Regions from separate parts of the Sus scrofa genome. Here regions 2 and 3 are each linked to region 1. A link is a contact called in public Hi-C and promoter capture Hi-C data. All regions are on one chromosome and are shown on one strand. The core of a region is the stretch at or near the end of the contact, and the rest is flanking DNA. Distances in the headings are between cores, read along the strand shown.

Region 1 (4,596 bases), core at 677-3,176:
CTAAATGTTCTGTAATTAACATGTATCATTTTTATAATTAAAAAAATCATTTTTTCTGTTACACATGCAGAGCTGGTGTTTTATTTAACACTGCCTGCTAGGACAACCAGAGCAGTGGTCAGGTAAATTAAGTTAGCTATAATAAAGCAGCTTGGAAGTTTCAAGCAGTTAAACAGAGTAATTAAAATCCTAATGAAATAACACAGAGCTGGTCACTTAGCTGCAGTAAGGCTGCTATAAATAGACACTGGGTTCCACCTTTCAAAAGGTCTAAAAATGGCATAAAATAAAAAAATGAACAATTGTTCATGTAAAGGGTCATGTGTCATGCTTGTCCTAAGCAATTGTAACCTGAACACACCCGTATCTCATCCTCTGAGCTGGATGCCTGTCTCTGGAAGGGTGTATTTGCTCTACATTACTCAGTTTACTTTCCTAAACTTGAAATGGAGTGGAATTTCAATGCAAAGTTACCTATTAGCTCCAAGGCTAAATTTAAACCTTTAATTAAATTAATCCCTTGATCTTAACCATATTGTCTCTCCCTCAGAAAAGTGTAGAGGAGAGGTTTCTTAGACATCACAGAACTCAAGCAGTGTGACAATTGTTTCTATTGCGTTTGGTAGGTCACCCAAACCAAATAGGAGAATCTGAACGTGTTTTCAGATGGCTCATGGTAACCTACCCTCCCGCTCCCACTCCAGGACAGGCATTTGTTGGGGTGAGGCTGGGGTACAATATACTGTGAGTCCTCCCAGATCTAGCGTTGCAGCTCTGGAAGGCTCATCACGTCCTTGGACAGGTACCCATATTAATAGAAGGTATGGTAGGTGCCAAGCGGATGTTTATGAAATAAATGACAGAAAGTAACTGTGCCTATTGTTTCCAGTTTATATGGAAGAAAAAGATGACAAGTGGAAAAGGGTGTGAGGCCATCTTAGCTTACCTTGGTCTTCATGGAAAACGGAGTACGTTTCTGGGCCAAAGTAGAAATTTATGTGAGCCTTTGCTAAGAAAGAGATGAGAAGTGACAGCACCATCAAATGGTGTCAGTTGGTCTGGCCACATGGATGACGTTCGTGCGCCTGGGCTCTTATGCATCCCGGGGTGTGCATTTGTATCAGGGACTGCATCTTCAGTCTGAGAATGAATGAGACACAAACTCAACAGTTACCAACAGCTTTAAGGTGGGACTGTCCACATAGTTACACTGCCCTACCCGCATAACTATTAACAAAGACTATTTCTCTGGGCCCAACTGCAGCGCGGAATACAGTAAACAAGCTCGAGGGCCAAATCTCTGAGTCGCTCCAATTAATTGTTCTTCAGACCCTCAACCCTCCGGGGCCCACATCCTCACGCAGTGACTCAAGGGGTTCTGCTCGCGCCCCCAATTCCCAATCCAAGAGGGGCGGGGAAACGTGCTCGCCACCCTTACCTGGGCGCGCGCCCTGGGAGCCACCAATTCTCCCCGCAGGAAGCTCCGACTACCTTGACCGCCCTTCCGACCCCCGCCCCGCCACCCTCTTGGCTTTCCCTTCCTCCTTCTCTTTTTCCTCCTCCTCCGGCCCCCGCCTTCTGCCGCCTGTCTCTGCGGCCGCCGCCTGCGGCTTTGTTTTCCTCCCAGGTTTCATTCCCCACACGTGATACTGTTTTTGCAAAGAGCTCTTCGGAGCGCGAGCGCGGGGCGCGCGCACCTATAAATACGGACACTGGGGCCCGTGAGCCGGAGACCTCGCGGGCGGGGAAGGCCTGGGACCGAATGCTCAGGCTGCTCGCGGGCGGGCAGACGGCCAGGGAGCCAGCGAGCCAGCGAGCCGCGCGCGTGGGCCGGGGCGGCGGCGCCCCGCGCCGGAGCACCGAGGGGTGAGCATGGCCCGCCCGCTGGGGGGCCGGGCCGCCGCGCACGCCGCCCGCGCCCCGCGCCCTGCCCAGCCCGGGTCACCGGCGCTCGCGCCCGCCGCTTAGCACTCGGGCGCCGCTCGCTTCTCGGGGCATCGCGGAAATATCGCCACAGACGGACACAATGGCGGCGACTGCCGCCACCACGGCCGCCACCGCCGGCACGGCCGTCCGCAGCAGCGGCAGCAGCAGCAGCAGCAGCAGCGCCGGCACCGACGCCACGGGCACCAGCAGATTGCCGCAGCCGCCGCCGCAGCCGCCCCAGCCCGCGGCCGCCGCGCCGGCCCAGCCGCGGCAGCCGCCGCCCGACCCCCCCAGGAAGCCACGCATGGACCCTCGGCGCCGCCAGGCTGCCCTCTCCTTCCTCACCAATATCTCTTTAGACGGACGGCCGCCGCTGCAAGATGAGGAGTGGGCTGGCAGCGAGGAGAGCGGTGGGGTCAAGCCCGGAGCCGGCAGCGCCTGCGGCGCGAGGACTCGGCTCAGTCTGCTCGCCGCCGCCGAGCGGGGCGGCTGCAGCGCGCTTGCAGTGGCGGGCACAGCGGCGGCATTGGCAGCTGGATCCGGCCCCTACCTCCCGCCGCCGTCGCCGCTGCCGCCCCTGGTCCCTGGCGGCTACGCGACCGCGCTCGGCCCTGGGGCGTCCCGAGGGTTCGCGAGCTCCCTGGGCGCGGGCCGGGCGTCGGGAGAGCAACTGCAGCTGCCCCGGCCCGCGCTTCTCGCCGCCTGCGTTCAGCCGCAGCTGCCCAACGGGCCCGGGGGCGCCGGGCAGGAGGAGTTGGAGGAGGACGATGCCTTTACCAGCGTGCAGGTGCCGGCGGCCGCCTTCTTGGGCTCCGGGACTCCCGGGAGTGGGAGCGGCAGTCGAGGCCGCCTCAACTCGTTCACTCAGGGAATCCTGCCCATCGCCTTCTCCAGGCAGACTTCGCAGAACTATTGCTCTCTGGAGCAGCCGGGCCAGGGAGGCAGCACCAGCGCCTTTGAACAGCTGCAGAGGTCCCGGTGAGTAACCTGGACGCCGCCGCGCGCGCCTTATCTCGCGTCCCTCCCGGCCGGCTCTGTGCTGCGGGACACGGGTCGTTCCCACTTTCCCGCGCCCCGCCGGATCCCAGGGCTTCTGGCGCGAATTCCAAACTACAAGGGTACGCGGAAGAGGGATGGTCTCCGGGGAGTGTGTGTGTTCACACGTGTGTGCACGAGCCAGGCATTCACAGAGCCAAAGCAGAGGCACCATGCTCAGGCAGTGGGTCTCTGGATTTAGGGCTTAAGGGCGCCCATTGAAAAGCGGCACCAAAACCTCCCATTACAAGGAGAGCACGGACTTCCAGGAACCCAATCCGGACCCAGAGACGCTCTCTCCCACGCCAGGCAAGGCTAGGCGGGGCGAAAAGTGGAGCAGTGGGTCCGGCCAGCGGCAGAGCGGCGCGTGTGAGCCTGAACTTGTCGCGAACACGCCGTGAATTCCTCCTGAGAAGTTGTGCCTGCGCTCAAAGTATTTCAGTCCCAGGGAATGTGTCCCAGGGAAACCCTTTGCTTTTCCAAGAGAAGCAAACCCTTCTTAGGTTTCTTTGAACCAGGATGGGGCACAGGGAAGAAATAGGGTTTGAGGCTTCTTTTTTCCATTCCAAGATGAATTTGCTGAAATTAGTGAAAAGGTGATTGTGTTTGCTCGCTGAAGTCCCCTGCAGGTATCCTGCATCTTAGCAACAATATGAAATATTGGACATTTGCTTATTGTTCTGGAAATAGCTGGAGCTTGTCTCTGCTAGTTCCAGAGACCCCTTGGGAGTTAGGTCTGTGTGAGACAGTGGGACTGTTGGTTGGGAGAGAGTGAGGAAGTGTAGGCCTGTTCTCTGGTTGGGAGCATCTTGACTTGTCACCTAGGAAGCCCACCTGTGAAGTTAGTAGTAACCTAGAGGCTCCCATGGTTCAGTTATTTGAGCATCCTGGGGCCTCAGTTTCCCCTTCTGGCATGGGACCTTGCCAACATGTTGCAGGCCTCAAGACCAGAAGGGAGAACCTTTCTGTTACAGCTTCCTCCTCTAATGCTCATCTGGACACTTACTGGCCTAAGTAAGAAGGTGGCCTGTTGGAAAACTTAAAACACACACACCCCCGCCCCTGCGCCGCCATGGACAGAAGGGGAAGAGCAAACAGGGCTCCTCCAGAATTTTGTTCTCAGTCTTTCTTCCCAAGTGGTGAAATCAAGACCCTGCTCCGTGTGTCACATCCTAGTGCAAACGCACACGGGCAGCCTTCTGACTGAGAGGATGATTAGCGACACTGGGCCCAGGTGACAATCTGGGCCTGGCCTTTCTTGTCAGAGCATGCATCTCTCCATTAGCGGGCCAGCGCACAGGAGGGGAGGGGCATCCCTTCCTTTCTGGGCAAGTTGTGTGGCCTCAGCAGTTTCTGGGCAGCTTGACATCACACACTGGCTCCTAATGACTATAGTTTGAGCATAAGCCCAGCTTGTCCAGCGGGTTCGGACAGGAGCGGTAATAAACATGCATGTTATTCTAAGCCAGTGTTCAAGACTGGCCTGTGCCTCCTGGTAGACAGACGTGCTCCTTTGCACAGAGCAGCTGGAGATCAAAATACTTCATACTTTGTCTCCAAGAATCTCATTTCAGAGGACATGGGGAATCTTGTGTTAGTATTTCTAATCCCAAAATTAGCCAGATTTAATCTCTG
Region 2 (4,596 bases), core at 1,254-3,753, 74 kb before region 1:
AAGAAAAAAAAAATGTCACTTTGGTGACAGATGGTAACTAGACTTATTGTGGAGATCATTTTATAATGTATGCATATGTTGAATTATTATGTGGCACATCTGAAACTAATATAACATTGTATGTTAATTGTACTTAAATTTAAAAAATAAAAATAAAAAATTATCTTAAAAAACAAAAACATAAAAATTAAAATTAAAAACTGCAGTTCCCAGGAGTTCCCGTCATGGCGCAGCAGAAACAAATCCAACTAGAAACCATAAGGTTGCGGGTTTGATCCTTGGCCTTGCTCAGTGGGTTAACGATCCGGCGTTGCCAGGAGCTGTGGTGTAGGTCACAGACACGGCTTGGATCCTGTGTTGCTGTGGCTCTGGCATAGGCCAGCAGCTACAGCTCTGATTATACACCTAGCCTGGGAACCTCCATGTGCCCCAGGTGCGGCCCTCAAAAGACGAAAGACAAAACAAAAAAACAAAACAAAACACCTGGAGTTCCCAGTGTGGCTCAGTGGTAACGAACTAGACTAGTATCCATGAGGTTTCAGGTTCGATCCCTGGCCTTACTCAGTAGGTTAAGGATCCGGCATTGCCATGAGCTGTGGTGTAGACAGCAGATGTAGCTTGAATCTGGCATTGGGGCTGTGGCGTAAGCCAACAGGTACAGCTCTGATTCGACCTCTACCCTGGGAACTTACACGTAACGTGGTTGTGGCCCTAAAAAGACCAAAAAAAAAAAAATTAAAAACTAAAAATAGTAGTTCCCACTGTGACACAATGGGATCAGTAGCATCTCTGCAGCGCCAGGACACAAGTTCGATCACCGGTCCAGCACAGTGGTCTAAAGGACCTATCGTTGCTACAGCTGAAGCTTAGGTCACAAATGCGGTTCAGATCTGAACCCTGGTCTTGGAACCCCATATGCTGTGGGGTAGCCAAAAATGAAAAAAAAGAAAGAAAAATAGGAAATAACAGTATTCCTCAATACAGATACTTACATATACCAATTCCCACAAGAGAAATATATCACAGAAAAAGAAAACATGGCTAAAATGGTAAATTGTTATGTATATTCTACCACAATTTTTTAAAAAGGAAAGAAGAGATGTTTGTGCTTTTCACTGCCTCTAGGTCCTTTTCTAAAGGAAGGCTTCTGAGTATCATAGTTGTTAGGTGAGGCAATAGTTAGTGACTAAACTACCCAGTAATGTGCTGGTAAATGTTTAACAACTGGCTCTCGAACAAGAACAAAAAATACCTGTGTGCAAATACTGGTACATAAGTTTATTACAAATTTTACTGATATAAAGGATGTGAGTCACCCAATTTACTATTACTTCTACTACTACTAAGAAAACGTAAAACACTCTTTATTTTAAATTCCACATAGCAATTGATTATTACAGAACAATATCTCTGACTTTTGCTGAACTCTTGTGTTTGCAGCCAATGATGGTTGCAACTGATGAACAAGTACAGTTCTGCCAGGAATGCTGGTTGATATTTTCATGTACCTTAATGACTAAGACAAAAATGAAAAGACAAATCATTTGTTAATGATTTAAGCAATTTGTTTTGATGAATCAGATGATAGTTTTTGAATACTGGAAGAATATTTCCTCAATTTTTTGTGTTCTTCATAATATAACAGCTACAGGCACAACACACTTTTAAGCTTAGTTTACACTTGGTGTAAATACTCCTACTGTGGCTGATTTTCATCTATCAATGTGAAGTCATTTGAAGGCAGTGACAACCATTGTAAATACATAGATTGTATCAGATACACAGATGGTATAGTAAAATAATTAGAATGTGATGAGTTTTAGTATGTTTTAAATATAATTTATTCAGCTGTAAATTTATATAACTTAATTTTTTTGTCCTTTTTTTTTTAAGGCCACACCTGCAGCACACAGAGGCTGACAGGCTAGGAGTCAAATCAGAGCTGTAGCTGCAGGCCACAGCCACAGCCACAGCCACAGCAACACCAGATCCAAGCCTCGTCTGCGAACTACACCACAGCTCACGGCAATGCTGGATCCTTAACCCACTGACTGAGGCCAGGGACTGAATCTGTATGGTCATGGATACTAATCAGATTCATTTCCGCTAAGCCACGACAGGAACCTCCTAACATAATTTTTAAAATAACTGTTTAGCAAAATTCCTGAAAATTTAGCAATTGCCTCTCACAGGCCTGTACACATGTTTGGCAAGCCATGAAGGAACCTGTTTTTCTACAGCATTATGGAACCATGGAGTAGCTGCCCACCTCTAACTCAATCCCAGGAAGTAGAGAAATCAGGGGCTCCTGTCACACTGGAACTCACGACTCTTCTTTCTCTGTTAGTTTTGTGCATCCATAGATCTTGTTGCTTTGTGGTGCAGCATCCTCTGTACAATATTTCTCAGAGAATCCATTTTCTTCTCCATGTTTCCTCTGTGGCTCACTTTGGTGTTGTAACTTGTTTGTTTCTATTTCCCTGTTCCTTTCACTCTCATTGCAGTCTGGCTGTCCTGCAGGTGTCCCCCTTTCCTTTTTCCATCAGATTTTCAGCTGCCATTTTCTACGGTTTTCACCTATCTTCCTTCTCTTCTTTTTCTATCATAGGAGAGGCTTATATTTTTAAAAGGGGCCACAGGAATCTGTGTCTATCAAGCCATGAGGAAACCTACAGCAGACTCAACCTTCTGGGGGAATTTTATTCCTAATTTTCTGATGTTCAATGCTGCATTTTATTTTTATTATTATTTTTTCTTTTTATGGCTGCACCTGTGGCATATTAAGTGCCCAGGCTAGGGGTTGAATCGGAGCTGTAGCTGCCAGCCTACCTACAGCCACAGTAACGCCAGATTTGAGCTGCATTTGCAACCTACACCACAGCTTAGCAATGCTGAATCCTTAACCAACTGAGCAAGTCCAGGGATCAAACCCACATCTCCACAGACACTATGTCAGGTTATTAATCCACTGAGCCACAAGAACGCCAATGCTGCATTTTAATGAACTAAACATTGAGATGGGGGAACTCTACAGGATGTATCTTAAATGAGATCCTTAGGTGGCTGACCATTAAATGGGATTCCATTAGTGAGAAAAACATAGCAAAGGAGGAACTGGTGGAAAAGGTGACCCCAAGGGAACATCAATGACCCCACTAGCCCCTGCACTCCAAGAATGTGAGCTGATCTCTGCTCAATTCAGGGTCCAACAGGAAGTCTCTATGGACTCTTTGGCCTTAAAAGAGTTGAGGGGGGATTGAGGGTTGCGGGGCAGGGAGACCAGCTCTCCCATGTGGTCCCTACACCTAGACCTGCCCTGCTGTTATTCCTGCCCATTTTCACACACAGCACTCTGCAGCTGCAACCTTCTCACAGAGCTGCAGGTAGGAAATGAGATGCAATAACCTGGCCTCTTATCTCCAGCCCTATGTGGAAATTTATCTGTCTACCTCCCCCCACCATGAGTTCAGCTCATGAAGGGTCTACACAGCAGTTCGCCTGTGCTCTTTTCTCCTAGTTCCCCGCCTTCCAAAATGTTAACAACAGACTCTCTAGGAAAAAGGCCCTGGTTTGAGGATTTGCCAACTTCCATGGTGAACACATTTCTATTTTTTTTTTCTAGTGACACCCATGGCATATGGAAGTTCCCAGGCCAGGGATCCAATCTGAACCACAGCTGTGACCTATGACATAACTGCACCAACACTGGATCCTTAACCCACTGTGCCAGGCTGGGGATCAAACCAGCGCCTCCACAGAGGCAAGCCAGATCTTTAACCCACTGCACCTTAGTGGGAACTCCCTGAACACATACTTTTACCATGGTTGATTTTAAGTTACTGAACATGGAGTTGAGAAGACATGCCCATGGTGGGCTCTCAGGAACTGTATCCTGAGGTCACTAGTTATTGATGGCCCAAGCCCAACTTTCAGAATTTAAAATCCTGTCTCAAAAACCCAACTCTTACAACAGAAACCTTGACTTTCAAGACTTTCCTTCTTGCTATGCATATATCTTATCTATTTTAGAACTCAGAGTTAAGACTTTGTCTCTTTGTCAGCTCTCTCCTGAGGGCAGAGCATCTAGGATCCTACCCCTCTCTCCCCAGCAGTATGAGAAAGCCAATAGGTACAAGAAAGCCTGGAGAATTATTATATCAAATCAATTATTCAATCAAAATATTATCCATTACCCACTTACAACTTTTTTTTAGTGTTTGAAATTAGCAACTGTACTGCTGATAGAGACTACACTAAGAAATTTGTATCAAACTTGGTATGAAATTAAAGGAAAGGCCAGCCACTAAGCCCTCTCTGTGAATGAAGGAAGGAGGGAGGGAGAGGAGAAGAGAGGAGGGAAACAGAGGGAGGGGAAGTAGGGGACAAGAGAAGAAGAAAATTCCTAGAGTTACCAAAAATGTGGTATTTTTGTTCACATTTGACACATCAATGGTTTCAGTAAATGTACTTGCTAAGAACAACCAAACCTCATTTGAAGCTATCATTAAGATGAAGGAATCAGAGCTCTTGAAGGCAAGGCCCAGGTCCCCAGGGGCCCTCCCTAACCCCCACCAGGGGCTCTGCAGCTCTTAGCCA
Region 3 (4,596 bases), core at 553-3,052, 73 kb after region 1:
TTTTCAGCCAGAAAGCTTCCTTGTTATTGGGGGGGTGTGCACATGTGCACATGCCCTTGAACACACATGTGTGCGAGAGTGCACATATGTGCGCATGTGCCTGCATGTGTGTCCTTACCACATTGCCTGATGTTCGAAACATGCATTTTGTCACCTCTTCCAATACCGTAAAGCAAGAGCAATTTGGGGCCCACCCATCTCGCAGGGCCTCACTGACTTCTGGAGAAAGGTAGGTCAGGAAAGACTCAGACAAACCATGCGGCCATCCTGTCTCCTTGCGTCTTGGGCTTGGGGCTGGACATGGACCTGCAACCTGGAGCAAACATCCAAGCAAAAAAGCGGTATCAGGAACAGACCTGTGTGATCAGCCACAGGCCAGGGGAATGCACACCTTTCTCAATCAATGAGCCTCTCCTTTTGCCCTGAAAAGAAGTAGGTAAGTGAAGCACGGACCTGGCAGACCCCCTCCTCGTTCTTTGTCCGCAAACTCTGGGCTCTTTCTCCCCCTGCGTCTGACTCACTCACCTGTCGCGTGTTCACTGTGTCCATAGTTTGTCATCAGGGAGCTGCTGGTATTTGGGGCAGGACGGTTCCCTGCAAAGGATGCCGGGAGCATTGTAGGAGGTCGAAGGTCAGCTCCGTTTCTGCAGACTAAATGCTGGGGTTGCCCTCTGATCATCGTAGCAACGACACACGACCACTGCCCCTTAGGGTGGCAGTATGGCCCCTGGTGCTGATCCACCATTTAGTCCTCTTCCACCACTTTCCACAGGCTCTGCCTGGCCAGCCCCGGTCACCATGACCTTTGCTCCCTGCCACAGACCTGTCAGACTCTCGGCCTGTTAAACTCATTGTAGTCCTTATTTTTACACCAGGGAATAGAACATAGTCCTTCGTTATTCATGGAATGCTGACTCAGTCATTTATGCCATGTGTGCCTTAAAGAGCGGGCATCATCATACGGTTTATTGAGCACTTACTCTGTGCCAGTCCTCTTCCCTCTCTGCGTGCTTATGACAGCCTTGCAGGGAAGGTGCTGTAAAAAATGGGACAGCAAATCCTGCAGTTCAGAGGTTCCAGGACCACCTGGGTAGGGCCAGCGGGCTGTCTTAAGTGACTCCTACTCTACCAAATAGAGTGAAAAAAAAAAAAAAAACTTTATCTTTTCAACCTGCTTCAGCCCCAGGTCTGGCTGCCCCTGAGGGCAGGCTCATTTCTTGCAGACAGAAGCTGGTAGCAGCTCATGGACCTGTGTGTCACCCAGAAGGCCAGTTCATTGCTCTATTTACAAGTAGTGGCCCTAGGGCTTAGAATGTCTTGAGTGTGACCGGCCGGTGGGCGCACTTGCAGGGGATATGAAACTTCAGTGGGATGCTGACCGCGGGTAGGTCTTCTCACAGCCAGAACTTGCCTGGGCTTTGCGCTTCCAGCTTTATTTTTCTGGGCTTCCTGGATCTTTTCTTTTTCTTTTTTTTTTTTTGTTTGTTTGTTTGTTTGTTTGTTTGTTTGTTTTTGTCCTTCCCCACAGCATATGGAGTTCCTGGGCCAGGGATCAGATCTCAGCCACAGTTGCAGCCTCTGTAACAGTTGTGGCAATGCCAGATCCTTTAACCCACTGTGCTGGGCCAGGAGTCGAACCTGTATCCTGGTGCTGCAGAGGCACCACTGATCCCGTTGTGCCCTAGTGGGAACTCCCCTTGCTGACTTTTCTGATTAATGTATTCTGTCCTTAGCTATGTTCCATTCTTTGATTTACTGAGCGCTTACTGTGTAACTAGGTCCAGGGGGTAAAGGTAGTAAAAGGATGGACCTTGTTCCTGTCCTTCTGGAACTTGCAACCAAGAGGGGAGAAACACACAAATTTCACAGGGAACTGATAATGACCTATTGAAAAGGCTTAAAATGTTCAGTCAGGTGACTGCCAGATCTTTCTAGCCAAGGACTCATTCGGTTTCTCTAACACAATCTGGCTTCTCCATGCTTTCACTTTTGAAGTGTTCGGGTTGTTTCATTCATGGAAGGTGATCTTGTTTCCAGGTCCTGGGGCCCCTCACTATGGTACCCAAGTACTTGTCTCTATTTTGTAAATAAAACCACTGATCTTCCAGAGTTAAGGTCTCAGATATCAACACTGGGCCAGTGTTGTCTCTGCTGTGACTCAGGTCACTGCTGTGGCGCAGGTTCAATCCCTGGCCCGGGAACTTCCCATGCCATGGGCACGGCCTAAATAAAGAAATCAGTAACTTGCAGGTGTACAGCATTATAGCTCCACATCTGTATGTACCACAGAGTGACCGCCACCGTGAGGCTAGTGACCATCCCCACATCTGACCCTTTTACTCATTTCACTCACCCCAACCCCCTCCTCCCCTAGTAACCAGTGATCTGATCTCTGTATCTGTGAGTTTGTTTTATTTTGTTTGTTCATTTGTTTCATTTTGTTTTGATTCCACAAATGAGTAAAATCATTCATTGTTTGTCTTTCTCCATCTAACGTATTTCACTTGGTATAATAACTTCAAGGTCAATTTATGTTGTCACAAGTAGCAAGATTTTTTGTGACTGTGTGTAGTATTCCTCTGTGTGTGTGTGTGTGTGTGTGTGTGTGTGTATACCACACATTTATCCATTCATCCATCTCTGCTTCTGTATCTTGGCTGTTGTAAATAATGCTGCAGTGAACATAGGGGTGCACATAGCTTTTTGAATTAGTGTTTTCATGTTCTCCAGATAGATACCCAGAAGTGGAACTGCTGGGTCAAATGGCAGTTCTATTCTTAATTTTTTTAGGAACCTCCGTACAGTTTTCCGTGATGGTGGCACCAATTTGCCTTCCTACCAGCTATATACAAGGCAAGGATTCTCTTTTCTCCACATCGTCTCTAACATGTGTTATTCCTTTTCTTTTTGATAATAGCCATTCCAACAGGTTGGACGTGATATCTTTTTTTGAGTTGTGTTTCCCTAATAATTAGTAATGTCGAACATCTTGTGCCTTCTGACCATTTATATGTCTTTGGGAAAATGTCTATTTATATCCCCTGCCCAGTTTTTTTTTTTTTTTTTTTTTTTTTTTTGGTCTTTAGGGCCACACCCGCAGCATCTGGAGGTTCCCAGGCTAGGGGTCAAATCAGAGCTGTAGCTGCTGGGCTACACCACAGCCACAGCAACACCCCTGCCCAATTTTTTTTTAATGATTTTTATTTTTTCCATCATAGCTGGTTTATAGTAGTCTGTCAATTTTCTGCTGTACACCCTGCCCAATTTTTAATTGGGTTTTTTGTTTCTGGATTGTATGAATTCTTTATATATTCTAGCAGAACGAGAATTTGAACTGAAGTCTGTCCAGCCTAGGGCTTTCCATGACTCACTCTGGCTCCCAAGCTCCATAATCACAGAAACCCGTCTGTGAAATGGAGTTTTCACGATATCTGCCTCCTAGAAGTTAATTGAGGTTCACAGGTTCCCTGCGTATGGGACCCAACATAGCCCCGGCACACAGAGAGAGACAGGTGGGTCCCTCCTGTCGAGGCCCCTAGATTCCTTATAGCAAACGAGATGTGGGGGGGTCCATGTGAAGAACTTGGAGACTTGGAGCTTTTCATGTGGGCAAATCCCATACCATCTGCGAGCCTGGGCTTGGTCCTCTCTAGAATGGGGGTGGCAGTTTTCTACCTGTGCCCTTAATTTGAGCATCACTGCATTTTATGCAAAGCCCGTAGGAATGCATCGTTAACTTAAATTACCTGGGAAGACATCACCCAAACCGTCTCTGTTTGACCCCCTTGTGGAAATAAGTGGCCATTCCCATTTTGAACACCTCAGGGAGGTGCTAGCTGGCAGCTGGGGTGGGGGGACATGGGAGGGTTGGGGGGTGTTTCTGTCAGAGCCTGGGTCTCCTCCCACTGCTGGGATGGCCTGGTGTGTTTCAGGAGGCTGTTTCATAGGATGTGTCAGCTCTTCTGCTGGATGGCCCCAGATAAAGAAGCAAAACCAGTGTGTGGGATCCCAGGGCATCCATCACCTTTTATATCCTAGACATGAATAAACTCAGACACACCACCCTCCTTCCCATTTTATAGGTAAGGAAACCGTAGCACAAAGGGGTTAATTTTCTGTAACAAAACACATAATCAGGTCCTTCATAACCCTCAACAGAGAAAACAACATGCCTCTTTCTACAGTCTATCCTCCTTAAGTTCTTATATGAAACTCTGAGCACCATTTAAAATATTGTAATTGTGTGGAGTTCCCGTTGTGGCTCATTGGTTAACAAATCCGACTAGAAACCATGAGGTTGCGGGTTCAATCCCTGGCCTTGCTCAGTGGGTTAAGGATCCGACATTGCCGTGAGCTGTGGTGTAGGTCGCAGACAAGGCTCCGATCCCGCGTTGCTGTGGCTCTGGCATAGGTCGGTGGCTACAGCTCCAATTGGACCCCTAGCCTGGGAACCTCCATATGCCATGGGTGTGGCCCTAACAAAAAAGACAAAAATAAAATAAAATATTGTAATTGTATCAGGATTAAGAAGAGTTCTGCTTATGCTTAAAATAGGTCAACAACAAGGACCTGTTGTAGAGCACAGGGAACTATATT

Evidence for each region. Promoter capture Hi-C pulls out the DNA fragments that hold promoters and counts their contacts. Hi-C and Micro-C count contacts between places; a contact is called where the count stands out from the background.
Region 2: a contact with region 1 is called in a Hi-C map of liver, with 2.2 times the contacts expected there. The contact joins the enhancer-like site here to the promoter of CABLES1 in region 1. A contact is called at or near these places in 1 of 5 promoter capture datasets (liver) and 4 of 47 Hi-C or Micro-C datasets (embryonic fibroblasts, liver and skeletal muscle).
Region 3: a promoter capture Hi-C map of liver shows a contact between it and region 1, with 5 times the contacts expected there. The contact joins the enhancer-like site here to the promoter of CABLES1 in region 1. A contact is called at or near these places in 1 of 5 promoter capture datasets (liver), 9 of 47 Hi-C or Micro-C datasets (brain, embryonic fibroblasts, fetal liver and 2 more) and 1 of 2 datasets of contacts at active chromatin or transcription factors (skeletal muscle).

What each region holds. Positions count from the first base shown.
Region 1 is chr6:108,114,418-108,119,013 of Sscrofa11.1, forward strand. CABLES1 (CDK5 and ABL1 enzyme substrate 1) reads left to right here and starts at 1,927. Exons shown (of 10, transcript XM_021097743.1): 1 at 1,927-2,904. The coding sequence starts at 2,027. LOC106510679 (a long non-coding RNA gene) reads right to left here and starts at 2,826. Exons shown (of 5, transcript XR_002345445.1): 1 at 2,704-2,826; 2 at 947-1,140.
Region 2 is chr6:108,039,973-108,044,568 of Sscrofa11.1, forward strand. The region is part of intron 4 of LOC106510679 (a long non-coding RNA gene); the gene reads right to left. Among named protein-coding and RNA genes, the nearest start is that of CABLES1, 74 kb to the right of the region's middle. Within about 2 kb of position 2,504, at least 3 of the 83 cell types and tissues checked have an H3K27ac peak or open chromatin away from gene starts, as enhancers often do. A contact at or near this core is called in liver, where this site is marked.
Region 3 is chr6:108,187,574-108,192,169 of Sscrofa11.1, forward strand. All of the region lies in intron 4 of CABLES1 (CDK5 and ABL1 enzyme substrate 1), which reads left to right. Among named protein-coding and RNA genes, the nearest start is that of CABLES1, 74 kb to the left of the region's middle. Within about 2 kb of position 1,803, at least 3 of the 83 cell types and tissues checked have an H3K27ac peak or open chromatin away from gene starts, as enhancers often do. A contact at or near this core is called in fetal liver and liver, where this site is marked.